Regions from separate parts of the Mus musculus genome. Here region 1 is linked to region 2. A link is a contact called in public promoter capture Hi-C data. All regions are on one chromosome and are shown on one strand. Each heading gives the region's core, a stretch centred on a gene start, on an enhancer-like site or on the middle of the called end of the contact. The rest is flanking DNA. Distances are from core to core; before and after follow the strand shown.

Region 1 (4,958 bases), core at 2,139-4,638, 200 kb after region 2:
TTCTCGCAGGGTGGGGCAGATCTAATGGGTGCTGGGCTTGCTGAAGTCTGGGTTGGGGGTGTTGGGGCGTGGGTGTCTCACCTGTGTGTCTCCTGTTAGCACAGCTCCCCTAGAGGCAGGTAAGTGGCATGCGGATCCTCGATTGTATGTGGAGGTGTGGGCTGGAAGGATTATAATTTTTTTATCAACTGAATAATATTGAATTGTGTAAACATATTACATTTTCATTATTAATTCATGAGTTATTTGACATCTGGGCTATTTCCAGTTTATGGCTATTATCAATACAACAGCAATGAGCAGGGATGAGCAATTATCTCTGTAGAAAATATAGAATCCTATGCATATATGTTCAAGAATGGCATAACTGGATATTGGGATAGATTGAGTCTCAGCTTCCTGAAAAAACTCAATGCTGATTTACATGGTGACTGCACAAGTTTGCATGCCTACCAGCAATGAATATATATTCCATTTCCCCACATCTTTGCTACCATGTGCTGACATTTGTTTTATTGATTGCCATTTTGCCATTTTGTAATATGTTTACACAATTCAATATTATTCAGTTGCCATTTTGACTGTGGCAAGATGAAGTCCTAAAGTGGTTTTAATTTGTATTTCTCTGAAGGCTAAGAATATTTCTTTTAGTTGTTTTGAGCCATTTGATTTTCATTTTATGAGACCACCCTGTGCAGTTCTGTATATTATTTTTAATTAAGTTATTTGTTTTCTTGATGTTCAGGGTTGGTTTTTTATTGTTGTTACTGTTTGTTTTTTAGTTCTTTATATAGTCTATACACATACCTTCTGATGGATGTATTTTTCCATTTTGTAGGCTGCTGCAATTTACCCCCCCCCCCAGGCCTTTAGGCCCCCCCCCAGGCCTTTAGGCCCCGCCCACCGACTTTAGGCCCCACCCACAGGCCTTTAGTAAGATAGTAAGTAGTAAGATAGAAGCTGTAATTAAACATCTCACAACCAAGAAAGGCTCAGGGCTGGATGGATGCAGTGAGAAATTCTACTATTCTTTCAAAGAAAAGCTAACAGTGGTACTCCCCAAATTACTCTACAAAATAGAAACTGAAGGAACATTTCCTAATATTTTTTGTGAAGCTACTGTTTCCCTGATAACAACACTGCACAAAGATCCGATTAAAAATTGCAGATCAATATCCCTTATGAATACAGATGCATTTTTTCAATAAGGTTTTGTAAGCTTAATTTAAAAATTCATCAAATAGATTGTTCACCATGATTGAGTTGGCTTCATCTCAGAGATGGTTTACAGATATGTAAACCCACAAAGGCATTCCAACACAAACAGACCGAAAGACAAAGCCCACATGATTACCTTATTAGGTGCACAAAAGGAGTTTGATACAATTCAAAACTCAATGATAAAATTTCTGGAGAGACGAGAGATTTAAGGGACATACCTCAATATGATCAAAGCAATTTACAGCAAGCACACAGTCAACATCATCCTAAACTTTTAGAAACTCAAAGCATTTCCACTAAAATCAGGCCTAACCTACGCAGTGGTAGCACATGCCTTTAATCCCAGCACTTGGGAGGCAGAGGCAGGCAGATCTCTGAGTTCGAGCCAGCCTGGTCTACAAAGTGAGTTCCATGACAGGCAAGGCTGCATATAAAAACCCTGTCTTGAAAAATCTAAACCAAAGGCAAAACCCATAACTTGAGTGTGGATGACACTTTCCCCCTTGTGACTATTAAGGCATTGGAAGGTCAGTCTCCTGGTAGAGAAAGTAGTGGAAGACATGGAGAGCTTCCAGAGTGAATGTTCGGTGTCTCTGGCTCATTATGACCTGTAAGGAGACAGTTGTCTGAGTCCAGTAGTCTTAAGGACAACTTCTCCATCTTACTGGTTGGGTCAAACTGAGTTCATGTTCCCAGGCCCAGGAACCAACTCTGATTCTGTTGTTTCACATGCTTCTTGCTTGTCTGATAACCAGTAAAGAATATATAAAAAAAAAAAAAAAAAAAGAAGTTGCCTGTTAAGGAAACTAAGGTACACACGCCATAAATCTATACACTGATTGCCTGTCATGACCTAACTGATTACATGCAGCTTGCCCACCCCTTTGCACCCTTATCATTTTGAGTTACAGGCCAAATGTCCAGGATTTCAAGGACATTGAAACTGGGTGGCCCCAGATAAGGCCCAGTCGCCAATGTGCATCACCTTCCTGACTGACTGCTCCCAGTCAGGGGCAGAGCCACAATGGAAACTCCTTTGTTCAACCCATTGTGTCAAAATATGAGTGGACGGGCTGGAGAGATGGCTCAGCGGTTAAGAGCACTGACTGCTCTTCTGAAGATCCTGAGTTCAATTCCCAGCAACCGCATGGTGGCTCACAACCATCCGTAAGGAGATCTGGCGCCCTCTTCTGGAATGTCTGAAGACAGCTACAATGTACTTACATGTAATAAATAAATCTTTAAAAAAAAATATGAGTGGACAATGCTACAGCCCACCCGGCTTCCCCCTGAACTTGTGGTTTCATCCTTTAATATGCTATACTATTTCCCTTCAGGTATGCAGTAGAGATCCCGAGCTGGCTACCTCTCTGTGTACTCAGAGAATAAAACTTTCATTTTAAGCTGCTGTCTTTGAAATCAATTTTCTTGGCTTCTCCCCGAACCTAACAGATCCACTGTGAAGCTCTTGGTCCAAAATCAGTGTTGATCTGGGAGGCTGAGACCATTTTACATTCCTGAATATAGAGGATTTCCTTGGGCAAAGAAACCTTTTTGGCTGACGTCCAAAGGCTGCTTTTCAGACCTGTTGAATCCTTTGTAGAAAACTTCGGGTGTGCAATTCCATTTTTCTCCAGACAATTTATAGTTGAATTCATTGTTGATATGTTTTAATTTTCTTGGCAGAAAACGGGTATATTGAAACACAAGGTTTGCGAAAGCTTTAGCTTAACCTCCCCAAATCTTGAGCTTGCATGTCAGGTCCTCTTTTTTTCCCTATGCCCCCAGATTGACATAGGGACTCTTCCTAAGGAAAAGTCTTGGGTTTTCTCCTTGGGGTACTGACACTAGAGGCTCCACTGTAAAGCTGTAGCATTAGTTCTTTAGGGGATAGGGTGTGTAGTTGGAAAACGCATGCACTAAGAATCCTGCTGAATGTTTCCTTAAATGCCACAAAACTTCAGGTTGCGCCAGGTTTGTTCTAGTGAAGAGCAAGCTAAAAGGGTCATGAGTGACAACTGTGATTTTAGCTGCAGCGGTACTCAGAAAGGCTGATTTCTTTTTAATTAAGCTCGTAGGAGGCAGGGGGAGTTATTCACCAATCAACGGCGCTGTTATTCCCCTGTCCAATAAGAAGCGCAGATAATCGAAGGGTTCCTCACTTGCTACCATCTTGAAGCCGGTGCAGCTGCGGGAAGAGTCGTGTCAACTCTTCTTCGGTTACTGTCACTTCTTCTAATTTCAGGCTCCTTGGAGAGGACACAGTATGCATCAAAAGCAGAGAATGGTGAGTGTGTCACGGGCTCCTGGCTTCGAGGATGGCAGATCTGTGACACTGCCAGGAGACCAGGGTCCAGTTCTGTCCCTTCACTACGAAACGGGTTTCATGCCAGTCCTTTCAGTGTGGGTCCATGCCTCGAACTTACACCTCTGCAGAATTTGCAGCGCTGGTAGATTGGTGATGCTGAACGCAAACTGCGTTTTGAACGACAGAGGGTGTGTGAGCGCTGTTGCGGGTCTTTCTGCCCTTGCACTTTCGTTTGCCCTGCTGTAGTTTTCCTCCGTGATCACGGTGTGTTTTTCTTTCGTTTTCTTTATTTTTTTCAGCTGTTGGGGGTCCCCCCAAAACAAAACACAAGCAGGCACAAGAGTCCAGCAAAGCAAGATCTTTATTTTAATTAAGCAGAAAAACCTGACCGGTCAGGGACAATAGCATAGACCCCGTCCCGGAAGGAAAATTGCACAGCATATTTCGGATGAGACCTCAGAGCAAAGGGGAGTGGAGTGAGTGGGCTGTAGCGTTGTCCAGCCGTATTTTGACATAAGGGGTTGGGCAAGGGAGTCGCCAATGTGATTTTGATGACTCCTGCGGCTTGTCACAGGAAAGGGGTAAAGGAATCATTGGTGATGAAGCCTCCCCTGGGCCACCTGGTTTCAAGGCTTTTTTCTCAGAATCTTGGTGGTCAGGCCTCATCCTGGACATTTGGTGAGTAACTCAAAATGATGAGGGGCAAAGGAGCTGGTTCCTGGGCCTGGGAACACGGACTCAGTTTGTTTCTGTCAGCAGGATAGTGAAGCTGTCCTTGAGATGCGTGGATTCAGACAACTGTCTCCTTACAGTAGGGCCAGTTGAACCCGAGGCTTTATTTATGTTAGGCAAAGGCTCCTTGTTGTGTAGAGGGCATTTTTCTCCATTGGAAATCTATTTCAACCTCGCTTTTGAGCTCTCTTTTGAATAATAATGCTGGTCAAAATAGTTAAAAGTGGAAATATGGAAAAATGGGGGGAAAGCCTGAGGGAAGGGATTCATGTAGCTGTAATTTGGTTTTCCTTGGTGGGTTTCTCCGAACAGAAAGAATTAGGAGAGTTCGTCAATTAGTCTTTAATTGGAATACAGTTCTTGGAAGAAATATTAAATCTTTGGTGTTTTTGCCTTCAACTACTTGTTCTATGTAGATAGTAATCTCTGACCATCAAGAAAGTCGGGGATGATCAGCCTGACACAAAGGCACCATTTATTTTTTTCCTTGAAATGGTTGAAACTGTTTTTGACTTTTCCTGCTGCCTGTGTATCTGCATGTAGAGTTCTCAGCTACCTCTCCAGCACTGTGTCTGCCTGCGTGCCACCATGCTGCCCACTCTAACAATGGACTAAAGCTCTGAAACTTCTTGCACGTGGCAGAGAGACACCGGCTACTTAAGAATGTTGCCGATCACTTCTCTGACTTTTGGGTAAG
Region 2 (5,443 bases), core at 1,097-3,596:
ACCTGGAAGTCTATTAGCTAGCAATTCTGACAATCTCTTAGTAAGGTGGTTGTCAGTATCTGTGAGGGGGAAGGCGCTAGACATGTTACTTCCTAAGCGTTTGCTGGATTCTAACATTCTATTCTCTCTGCAGCCACTCACAGTAACAAGATGAGTGGGGTACCACCCCACTGAGTCCATATAAAATAAAATGTGTGTGTATATATATATATATATATATATATAATGTATATATGTGTGTATGTGTGTAATGTATATATATAATGTATATTCCAGGTGGATGCCAGGAGCTGGTGATGGCCTAGACAAAGCAGCCAGCTTATATAAGGAAAAAACTGAGAGTGTATGCCACCTTAATAAACCACTCCAGGCTCTAGGGCCTTCTGGTAACTACTGTGTATACTTGCGTACTCCTGTCTTCCCTAAGAGTTAGGAAGGCCCTGTTCAGGGTAACCATTGGGCACTTTATAACCTAACATTTAGGGTTTTCTAACCCAAGATTGCGCTCACATCCAGTAAGGCCTACCTCTATCAGGGCTCTGCCTTTTAAAATAATGTGTAGGGAACGGAAAAATGACTCAGCAGGTGAAGACATTTGGCTGCAGAAGTATAATGTCCTGAGTTCAATCCTGGGAACCCATGTAAAGGAGAGATTAGTCACTGCATTCTTCTTTCTCTGACCTCTAAACATGCAAGCTGGAGCATGCAGGAAACACACACACACACACACACACACACACACACCACACATATACACAACAACTAAAAAATAAAATATAAAAACAAAAGTCAATGTGTAGAAAGATCTGAAGGCAGCAGCCGTTATGACAGAGCCAGACTCCAGCCGCACGCATGTGTATGGCTACGCCTATCCAGTGAGTTTAGGAAGAGCAGAAGAAGGTAGAAATGCTAAGATTCACTGACTTACAGGCACAGGTCATGGAATTTAAAGACAGCTTCCCCTTGAATCTGTGAGTGACAAGAGTGAGGAAGCCAGGGCAGACCACTCAGTGATACCGTAGGGAATATCTGCTTTCCAACAACGTCAAGCCTAGAATGACTCCATTTTATTAAATAACAACCTGGACTAGTTACTCAAAGCCCCTCCCCCGAAAAAGGAAGGGCAGTACAACTTGTTTACGCAAGCAAAAAAAAAAAAAAAAAAAAAAGGCCCACTATCTCCTAGAAAACTAGGAGGGACAAACTGACAATATCAACAACTAAAAATATACCAAATTGTATTAGAAACACCACACAAAGTATACAACATATAATCCCCTCACCTGGCACTACGAAGGAGCATCCCCAAGCCCAAAGGATGGCAGGCAACTGTCACACTTACCCACAGGGAAGAACTGAGTCAGTCCTTTGGACTCCATCTCCAGTGCGGTTTCTCCTGCCCAGGACATTCAGCCAACTTCAAATTGACTTACTTCAACGTTCGGTGCGCGTATACTTGACATCTCTGTGTCTACACTGCTAGGACATCATCATTGGTCCCCTTTCAGATTCTTCTTTGCACCCGCCTCAGCTCAATGCCTCCTACTTCAGGACAGACTCTAAACTCAACCACTTTGGCTCTTAGTCATTCTGTGATCTGCACATTTTGTATGTTTTTGTGTGAAATGTTCATGTGTGATCTTCCAGTTAACGTTAGCAATTAGATTGTTATATAAAAACGCGTTGATTGCCAATGGCTGGTTAGCAAAATCGGGACTACTGGATTAATTATTAACGAAATACACATGACTTGTGAATTATTAATTATTCGATAAATTCTGGCATTGGAAACACACAAACTTGTCCCCCCTGTTTATGACAACACGCCCAGGACACAAGGTCACCACACCCTGCGGCTTCCCTGCCCCCCAACACACACACACACACACACACACACACACGAATTCCAGGGTCCCGTGTCTCACCGCGACGCTGCCGCCACCGCCCAGGCTGCGGAGCCGCGTCGCTGCGGGTGCCCGGATGCCTAGGGAGGCCATGGCCGCAGCACTGAGCTCTTAGCAAAGGACAGGACCGCAGCTCTGCCTGATGGCCCAGCTCCACCCAGAGGGACCCGGGCAGCGCGGCCCAGCAGAGCAGATGAGATGCAGACTCAGCTGCCCTGGAAGGCCGCGTCCCCACTGCCGCCTCCGCTTCTAGCGGCGCCCTCCCCGCAGCCGGGACGCCTGGCCGCACGTACCATTTCCAATCACCGGGTGTCCTGCTGTTCTCCGGCAGCTCTTGCAGTAAGTGGATGGAACACAGACACTGGGGAAAACAACCTGCGGGTCTCTCTCCACAGAAGACACAAACGCCTAAAATGGCTGGACGGGAAGTGGCATCCTCCGCTTCTGTGCCCGCCCTCTCTCAACATCTGAAAATCTCATTGGACAGTTTATGCAGCCAAGCAACTTTTCTTACTGGCCAGTGAGTCACGTGCACGCCTCCCAATGCTTAAATGACAGAAAAAGCATCCTCTCGAGTGTACTGTGGCGCCAAACCTCTAATCCGAACGTAAGGCTTGATACTTGGGGTCTAAACTGGAGGTGGGATTCCCAAACTCTACTTCTGGCGTTACGTGTGAAGGGGATGAATACTTTATATTTTACATGGATTTAAACATACGTAGAAGTCTATTCTTTAACAAAGCAAAGATGTCGGCTAAATTCTATTTGCGTGAGTGAGAAATGGCATTGAAAAGAATGATGTGAATTATGCCTATTTGGCTGCGCTTCTAATATTCTCTCTCATTTTGTGATCGATGGTTGTCACCAAGGTCTCTGTGGCTGGGGATTTACCCATTCTGCTTACTCTTTTCAAATTCTCTCTTGAACCCACCTCGCCACTATTGCCCTCACAAAGTCACTTCTAGAGCAAAACATTTTGGGAATGGAAGGACACAGAACCATTCTTAAGATTCGAAGCATTCCAAAGATTCTTCAGTAAGTGGAAGTTTGCGCAGGTCGCAGCGGAGCTCCAGGACTCTGAACACATAAACCTGGAATACTCCACAGATGACTTCCAGGGCAGACATTCCTGCAATCAGGAGAACCAGCCTGACTGCGGAGGTAGAACTAAGTTCACAGAGGAATGGTAGAAATCAGAAAGGAAGCCTTGAAGAGAGAAGATTGGAATTGTAAGCCTGCTCTGGGTGCTGAAAGCGTTATAAGAGGCCGGGGGTGGGGGGGTGGGGGTGGGAAGCAGTAGACAGATAATAGATTCCTGCTGTGAAGAAGGTGAAGAAGGTGCAAGCTTGGAACAATGTCAGGGAACCTGCAGACAGGTATTTTAAGTGATATTTTAGAAGACAGGAGCGAAAATAGGAAAGCTAAAAAGACTTGAGGCGCAGCCAGCAAGATGACTAGATGGCATTTACAGATTTTGTTTAAGAATTTATTATTTTTTTAAAAATATGTTTGTGTGTCTGTGTGCATGTCACGCAAGAACAGATGCCCATGGAGGCCAGAAGAGGGCACTGAATCCGCGGAGATGGACTTATAAACTGCAGAACGTGGGTCCTGGTACAGAATTTGGGTACTTTACAAAAACAATATGCACTCTAAACCACGAAGCCAGCGTTCCAGCCCCCAACTCTTCAGACTCCCACCCAGTTCTCTCTTCTTCACATTTATAAAAAATATTTAATATTTACTGACAAATTAGCAGACTGTGTCCTTCTCTGCTTTCCATTTTTACCTCTTTTCTCTCTAGTTCCTTTCCCTATCGTTTCTGTATTATTTTCCCTTTCAGAGATTTCCCCAAGGAACACAGGCTGGCCTGGTTTTCAGGGTCTCTGGTCTCAGCCTGCTGCTAATGGCTGGGACGGCTTTAGGTTATCTGCTTGCAATTCTGTACTTTTAAACAAGCTTCCCTCCTCTGCACCCTCATGTCACTACTGTCCCCTTGTAGTTACTTTTTCCTTGCCTACTGTTTGTCATCAACACGGGAAGAACTGAGTCAGTCCTTGGACTCCATCTCCAGTGTGGTTTCTCCTGCCCAGGACATTCAGCCAACTTCAAATTGACTTACTTCAACGTTCGGTGCGCGTATACTTGACATCTCTGTGTCTACACTGCTAGGACATCATCATTGGTCCCCTTTCAGATTCTTCTTTGCACCCGCCTCAGCTCAATGCCTCCTACTTCAGGACCACCTTTATGTTTCTTTTCCTTTCTACTCGTAACTAATGTTGTTGATACACTTGTTCAAAACAGAGTCATACTGTTCCTCTATTTTCTAAAGTGATTGGTATTTGAGGCATGGTACTTTGTGGGTTTAAATGCACTTTACAATGAGCCTAGCTGTGGATAGTGACTATTACAGACACTATTTCCCTGTTAACCTGGTGGGCCAAACATTATGCAGCAGAATTAACCAAAACTTCATCCCTACTACAACCTGAAAATTGCAATCAGTTCCATTTCAAAGAGCAATATGATTTAAAAAACAACAACAACAATAACCGGTGATTTAACCTCAAATAAAGAAGCTTTATTGGAAAACTATAATAAACATTCAAATCAAGAAAACGCAGCCGGACGTGGTGGCACATGCCTTTAATCCCAGCACTCGGGAGGCAGAGGCAGGCAGATTTCTGAGTTCAAGGCCAGCCTGGTCTACAAAGTGAGTTCCGGGACAGCCAGGGTTATATAGAGAAACCCTGTCTCAAAAAAAAAAAAAGAAAGAAAGAAAGAAAGAAAGAAAAGAAAAGAAAACACAATTCTACCAAAAATTACTAATTCCACAGTAGTGACCTCCAATTCAAGTGAATTAGATGACATCTTAGACAATGAAATCCAAAGAATAAGCACACATGCTCAAGAGTGTACACACACACACACACACACATTCGAGCACACACAAAGAGGCCACAAATGCCTTATTCACAAATTCCGACAGGACATAAACACAAATTAAGGACACTAACAGAGAAAGGGTAAACCCTGTGGCCTTTGGGGCTGACAACTTATAAAGAGGTCCCTCATCACTGGCTTGATGATTTTCATCAACAACTCCTTTGGCCTGCGGGCATATTTCTGCATGTCCTACACCACTGGACTCCTAAGAATTTCATGGAGGTAGAAGGCCTTTGATCTCTGGTTGGATTTATTTCCCATCCGCTGATGTGCATATGTGTTACCACTAAGTCCAAAATGGTTGCTATCTCCTGCTCTTTTGGCCCAGGACTGAAGATTTAATATATCCCTGGGGTAAAACTATAAAGGTGTACTTGGGCTCTGTGTCTGCTGGAGAGAAGACTCTCTTCCAGGGGACACAGGGGACACTTAGGAAACCTTAGAGCGTTTATGCGCATTACTAAGCTCATCCCTATCCTTTGTCAATTTATCCAGAGATGCTGAGAGCAACCGACCAGCATCATCACTTTCCTTATTTTTTCCCAAAACTGTCAAAAGTTTCATAAACAGAATCAACAAGCCCATTGCCA

What was found. Capture Hi-C pulls out chosen DNA fragments and counts their contacts.
Region 1: a contact with region 2 is called in a promoter capture Hi-C map of liver. The contact joins the promoter of Zfp952 here to the promoter of Zfp871 in region 2. A contact is called at or near these places in 11 of 39 promoter capture datasets (the 3T3-L1 cell line, the C10 cell line, the HPC-7 cell line and 5 more), 7 of 484 Hi-C or Micro-C datasets (all in embryonic stem cells), 7 of 115 datasets of contacts at active chromatin or transcription factors (bone marrow-derived macrophages, effector CD8 T cells, embryonic stem cells and 1 more) and 4 of 9 other capture datasets (adipose tissue, embryonic stem cells, liver and 1 more).

The regions. Positions count from the first base shown.
Region 1 is chr17:32,989,751-32,994,708 of GRCm38.p6, forward strand. It overlaps Zfp952 (zinc finger protein 952), which reads left to right and starts at 3,389. Exons shown (of 4, transcript NM_001045559.1): 1 at 3,389-3,508. The coding sequence starts at 3,488.
Region 2 is chr17:32,785,941-32,791,383 of GRCm38.p6, forward strand. Zfp871 (zinc finger protein 871) reads right to left here and starts at 2,347. Exons shown (of 4, transcript NM_172458.3): 1 at 2,198-2,347. The coding sequence starts at 2,200. It overlaps Gm17115 (predicted gene 17115), which reads left to right and starts at 2,454. Exons shown (of 2, transcript NR_168031.1): 1 at 2,454-3,133; 2 at 3,447-4,499.